Linked DNA regions of Gossypium hirsutum: region 1 is linked to region 2. The links are chromatin contacts, called in public Hi-C maps. All regions are on one chromosome and are shown on one strand. Each heading gives the region's core, a stretch centred on a gene start, on an enhancer-like site or on the middle of the called end of the contact. The rest is flanking DNA. Distances are from core to core; before and after follow the strand shown. Region 1 overlaps LOC121230610 (a long non-coding RNA gene). Region 2 has its middle 48 kb from the start of LOC107961784.

Region 1 (2,700 bases), core at 54-2,553, 370 kb before region 2:
GCTACTTTTGGAGGAAGATGACATAACAAGGGCATTGTCTAGGTGCAATCTCTAATGAATTTGTTTTTTTCTTAGGAGGTTTACAAGCAAAGTAACAGCTGGTTACCTCCCCCATGGGCAATTGTGGCAATGGTTGTCCTTGGATTTAATGAATTTATGCTCCTTTTAAGGTAACTTAATCTAATCTAGAGTCCATGGTTCATCTCATCCCCTCCTATTTTAGTTCTGTTTTTGATGGGTTAAAGGGATGAAGACCCTGGCTTTTAACAGGAGCTGGGATTAGTAGTCTTCGGGGACTGCCGTGCTCAAAGGCAGTGGGTGAACCTACAGGGCAAGACCTCAGGTTCAGCTTGGATATATCTGAAATCTGATTCCTAGCATAATTCAAAATACTAGCATGGGTTTTCCTGGTTTACTTTCTACTATCATGTTAATTGTTGTGCTCATAATGCTTCTCGCAAACAGGAATCCTCTCTATCTAATGGGTCTATTTGTTGTGTACTTACTTTCAAAAGCGATGTGGGTTCGAGGGCAGTTTCAACATGGCACTGTGAGTATGGAAGAGAAAATGCACCGTCTCTTTGCCAAATTTTCTTGTAGTTTTGATTTGTGATTTACTGTTTCAAATGTGAATTTGCACATGGCATGTATTCAATCAAAATCCTAGGTTTTTTTGCTTGGAATTGAAAGCCTGGACCTATAGCTTAGTTTTTTTATTTCTGAAAATGATCCATTCTTCAGTCAGTGAGACCAAAGATTATCAGGATCTATTGTCTAGTTGCCCTAAATCAGAATAACCTTGTTTGAAACTGATCTAGATTCTTTGTTTGCCTTCTTGCCAGCTGGCTGGGCTAATCTCTATCTCGTCGAGGTTTCTTCCCACCATCATGAATCTTCTAAGGCGACTTGCAGAAGAGGCTCAAGGGCATCAAACTGCTGAGCCCCCCAGGCAACAATGTTCACTCGTTTTTCAGAGTTTGAAGAATCAAAGTCATCCAAATCCAACCGACTCAATTCCAGAGTCATCTGTAGCATCCAACATTTCAACATCTGATGGTGGTATCGAGTACTCAAGCCCTAACGTAACACACGGAAGTACAAAAATTCCAGAAGCAGAACTTTCTTGATAAAAAGGTAATCTCATGTAAAATTTATAACAAAATAGGGTAAGCTACTCCCTCATCCACAAATTTTTCTTTCAAATGAAAAAAAAGGGATGAGACAGAAAAGTAGTCCAGGATGCAGGATTTCACTCAGTCCTACGTAGTGGTGTGTGTATGACCAAATTTTGCCAGGGCCCAATAAAATCACAATAAAATCACAGACCAAATATTAAAATTCAATTAAAACCTAAAATATCCCAAGCTCAAATACAACCCAAAATAAAAAATAAAAAATGAAGAAAAAGAAAAAAATCTAACCTCTTCACCCTATGTGCCGCCCTAAGCGCCGCCTTAGTCTTCTTTTGTCGACCACTTGTAAAAAGAAAAGATAGTAAATAAAAAAAAAGTTGTAACAAGGCTATAAAAGCCATCATAAAACCAAATGTAAAGGGGAATGAAGGATAAAAAAAAAAGAAAAAAACATTGTATTTTCACAGAAAGATCAAAAATCCAAAGCAAAAAAAAAATTGATTTTAATTTCTTGTATTCCCTTTGTTCATTTTTCATTTTTGTTATTTTATTTTATTTTCTTTATTTCATATATATATATATATAATTTAATTGAATTCCTTATTTGAATTCCCTTGCAAACATGTTTATATTTTTCCCTTTAAATCTATTTATGTATACCATTTGTTCCCCAATTTTAAATTATACTTTGTTTATTTCAAACACTTGCCTATATTACTATTTTTGTTATATACAATGTTTATATTAAGTTTTATGCTTTATGTATCCTGTTAATTGTTGGTAAGTAAATCTTGTTTCAAAATATTTTGTATAATTATTGATTTATATTATATAGTATGTCATTCGTATATTCTTTTGTATATTCTTACATGGTTGCATTTATATAATTCATTTATGTTACAACTTGCTAATATGTACATTATTCGTTTTAAAATTTTATATAGGTACACATTACTATTGCTATGCACATAATATATATATATACATTTTTTGAATCTTGGTTTTAAATTATTTTGCATAACACTAACTTTAAATTTCCTCTTATAATACTTATTTTGAAGCTCATTTATATGTTAAACTTTATATGCTTTATGTATTATTTATTTTATTTTTTATTTATTTTACAATCTATTGTAAATTTTTTGCATGTATTATCTGTTTATGTATATATATATTTATATATAATTTACCTACTTTAAATTGTTTATTTCAAGTTTATTTGTTTTAACATTTTTTATTACCTTTTAAAATATTTTTCTTAAAATAGATTTTTATTTAACCATTAGTTAGAAACGTTAAATAGTGTATGTGGTAAGATTATTATCATTGGGCATGTTTCGATTTTCATGTTTGCACTTTTCAAAAATTTGTATAATATATTATTGATATATGTTTTCCATATTTGTTACTTTGTTTTGCATCCCCATGTATTATATTATGATTGAGATTGCCAACCTATTTGCATGAAATCAACCTATTTGCCTGAAATTATTCATTTCATTTTCTTTGCTTCAAATGAATCGAATAAATACGTTGCAAGTTTGTTTCCATAATCATTCCCTTTTAA
Region 2 (2,700 bases), core at 115-2,614:
TGGTATTGGGACATTTCAATTCATTTTTGATAAAGTTGCACTCGACTTAATTGATGGGAGGCACGAAAACTATCTCTGGCGAGTCGTCTAACATTGGTTAAGTCAATGTTACTTGCTATTCCAAGCTCTTTCATGTCAATGACCAAAATTCCTAGCTTAGTTTGTACTGAGATTGAGAAACTGGCCCGTGGATTTTTATGGGGTTCAACATCTTCTGTGCAAAATCCGTCACTTGTGAGTTGGGAGGATTGCTGCAAACCTCGGGCGTATAGGGGGCTAGGTATTTGGAGATTATAAGACCAAAACAAACTTTTTTCTCATGAAGTTGGGGTTTAAACTAGTTACTGGTACAAAGGAGTTGTGGGTTCAGGTTTTGGAAAATAAGTACAAAGTGCATGGATTACTGCCAATGCACATTCATTGCAGTAACTGCTATATATGGCGTTCCATAGCCAACATATGGAGTGAAGTCAAAAGGGTATATAGTGGGTTGTTGGTGATGGTAGGCTAGTGAAATTCTGGAATGACGATTGGTTACGTGACTTGGGTATTCTACGACACTATTACATTGGTCATGAGGCCTTTCAAGACTCACTCTGTGTTTGTGATGTAGTGTTAGAAGGGGCATGGAATTTGGCTAGCTGCGATTCTTCCACAGGTGATTGTTGAGCGTATTTTGGCTTATATACCTCCATCGGCGAATGCAGGCTTGGATCACTTAAGTTGGAGATGGCTGTCAAGGGAAAAGTTCTCCATTTCGAAATCTATAAACATTTGTTTGCTGATAACGTATCAATTAGTGTTGTCAATGATGAAATGACATGGAAAGTTAAGGCATCGCAAAGGGTTCAGATCTTTCTCGGACTATTGGCACGTGGTAGACTTCTAACAAACGAGGAATGAATTAGGCAAAGTATGGCGACTTTTCCTTTCTACGATCGTTGTAGTTTGGACATTGAATCTATATTGCATGTAATTAAGGGTTGTGTCTTCGCTAAAGTAATTTGGCAATCTGTCATACCTAGACGGCTCTGGAATGATTCTTTACTTTACCTATTGTCCAATGGATTATTTGGAACATTAAGAATGAAGGTAAAATAGTATTCAAAAATAGTGAATGGCCAACCTTCATTTTCCATTGTATGTTGGTTTTTTTGGAAGAACCGAAATGTTTTCATTTTCATACAGACTTGTGGTAGTAGTCCATCTCTGCTAGCATCTATGGAAGCTTGGACGAGACCTTTATTTGGTACAAGTGGGCCTCATAATTGGAGTAGTACTTCAATGACTAAAGGTTGGTGGCAGCTTCTACCTCATGGATGGATTAAGGTGAATGCGGATGGTTCTGTGTCAAGTACTAGACCAAGGGCAGCCATAGGGGGAGTAGTGGGAGGACCAAATGGAGGATGGATGGGGCCTTTCAGATGGTAATAGGATTGCCCGATATTTTTCAAGTTGAAGCTCAGACACTACTTGAGTGCTTAAAGTTAGCTTAGGCAAAAGGATACCACTAAGTAGAGATCAAAAGTGATAATGCTATATTTATTTCCGTCGTACAAAATGAGTTAGCAGTGAACAACATTTACAGTGAAGTTCAACTTATACATGATCGGTGATTGAAAGATTGGAATGTGACTTTCCGTCAGATTGTGAGGAATATTTTCTTTTATTCTTCTATTCTTTTATTCGTACTGTAGGAATTGGCTTTTCTTATTTCTTATCTTTATCCCATTTCCAAGTAATATCATCTAATGTCTTTGTTTGTCCCCCATCCACCTCCAATTTTTTTGTCTTTCTTTACTGCTGCTCAGTATTATGCAATGGCTGGACACAACACATGCTTAGGGCAAGATCGCAGTCCTACCAATTGTGTAAGGTGGAGTTCTCTCCTATTCCATGCAGTGACAATCTTAAACAACGAAATATGTTGTTTTTCTTTTTTACTTTTCTTCAAATGGCCTGCAGATGCTTCTTAAACCTCTCAATGAGCTGAAGCAAACAGATGGCCGCCTTAATTTGACACAAGGGGTTCTGGAAGGGGTATGTTCCAGTAATTTATCGCATCATCCTTGTGCCCTTTTTGACTTCCTCACCCTGTACACCATGTATCTCTGTTTGACATGTACTGGGTTGGTAAAGAGCTTTGGATGGATGCTATCTTCTCAGCACTTGCATTTGTGAGGCTTCTGGGATTATTTGGAAAATGGGCTCAAAGGAACCATCAAAAAAATAATTTTGACATAAGCAAATTGTACACCTGTTTTACGTTACAAGAGAAGGAAAACAAAGAAACAACAGAAAAAAAGAATTAAATTACTCAAAAAGAAAAAGTACCAAGGATTAGCTGTACAATTTGTATGAAATGATGATACCATTGGTTATATAATAATTTTTCAAAGTTCGATGACCAAAACTAATTTTAAACAAACATAAGTGACTAAACTTGTACTTCAGTTTATAAATAAGACAAATTATTCCATTTCTCCCTTCCTAACAAGTATAAGGTTAGGAAGTCCTTTTGACGAGTTCTAAAGTCAATTCTATGAGTTCTATATATTAATCATAGGTTATTCATGCGGTTGAAACCGCAATAAGGAAGGCTTCCTCAATCAAAGTTAGCTTTTCGAGAATCACCCGGTGACTCGATCCATAACATGACAATTCTGATAAAACCCTGAACAGTAGCTTTTATTGAAGCTA

Evidence for each region. A called contact is a pair of places that touch in the nucleus more often than the background predicts.
Region 1: a contact with region 2 is called in a Hi-C map of leaf, with 2.2 times the contacts expected there. The contact joins two enhancer-like sites. A contact is called at or near these places in 3 of 34 Hi-C or Micro-C datasets (all in leaf).

Annotation. Positions count from the first base shown.
Region 1 is chrA06:110,685,189-110,687,888 of Gossypium_hirsutum_v2.1, reverse strand. It overlaps LOC121230610 (a long non-coding RNA gene), which reads left to right. Exons shown (of 10, transcript XR_005928601.1): 8 at 76-170; 9 at 254-550; 10 at 843-1,343. Among protein-coding and RNA genes, the nearest start is that of LOC121230610, 5.1 kb to the left of the region's middle. Within about 2 kb of position 1,303, at least 7 of the 9 cell types and tissues checked have an H3K27ac peak or open chromatin away from gene starts, as enhancers often do. A contact at or near this core is called in leaf, where this site is marked.
Region 2 is chrA06:110,318,440-110,321,139 of Gossypium_hirsutum_v2.1, reverse strand. It overlaps the pseudogene LOC107961787. Among protein-coding and RNA genes, the nearest start is that of LOC107961784, 48 kb to the right of the region's middle. Within about 2 kb of position 1,364, at least 4 of the 9 cell types and tissues checked have an H3K27ac peak or open chromatin away from gene starts, as enhancers often do. A contact at or near this core is called in leaf, where this site is marked.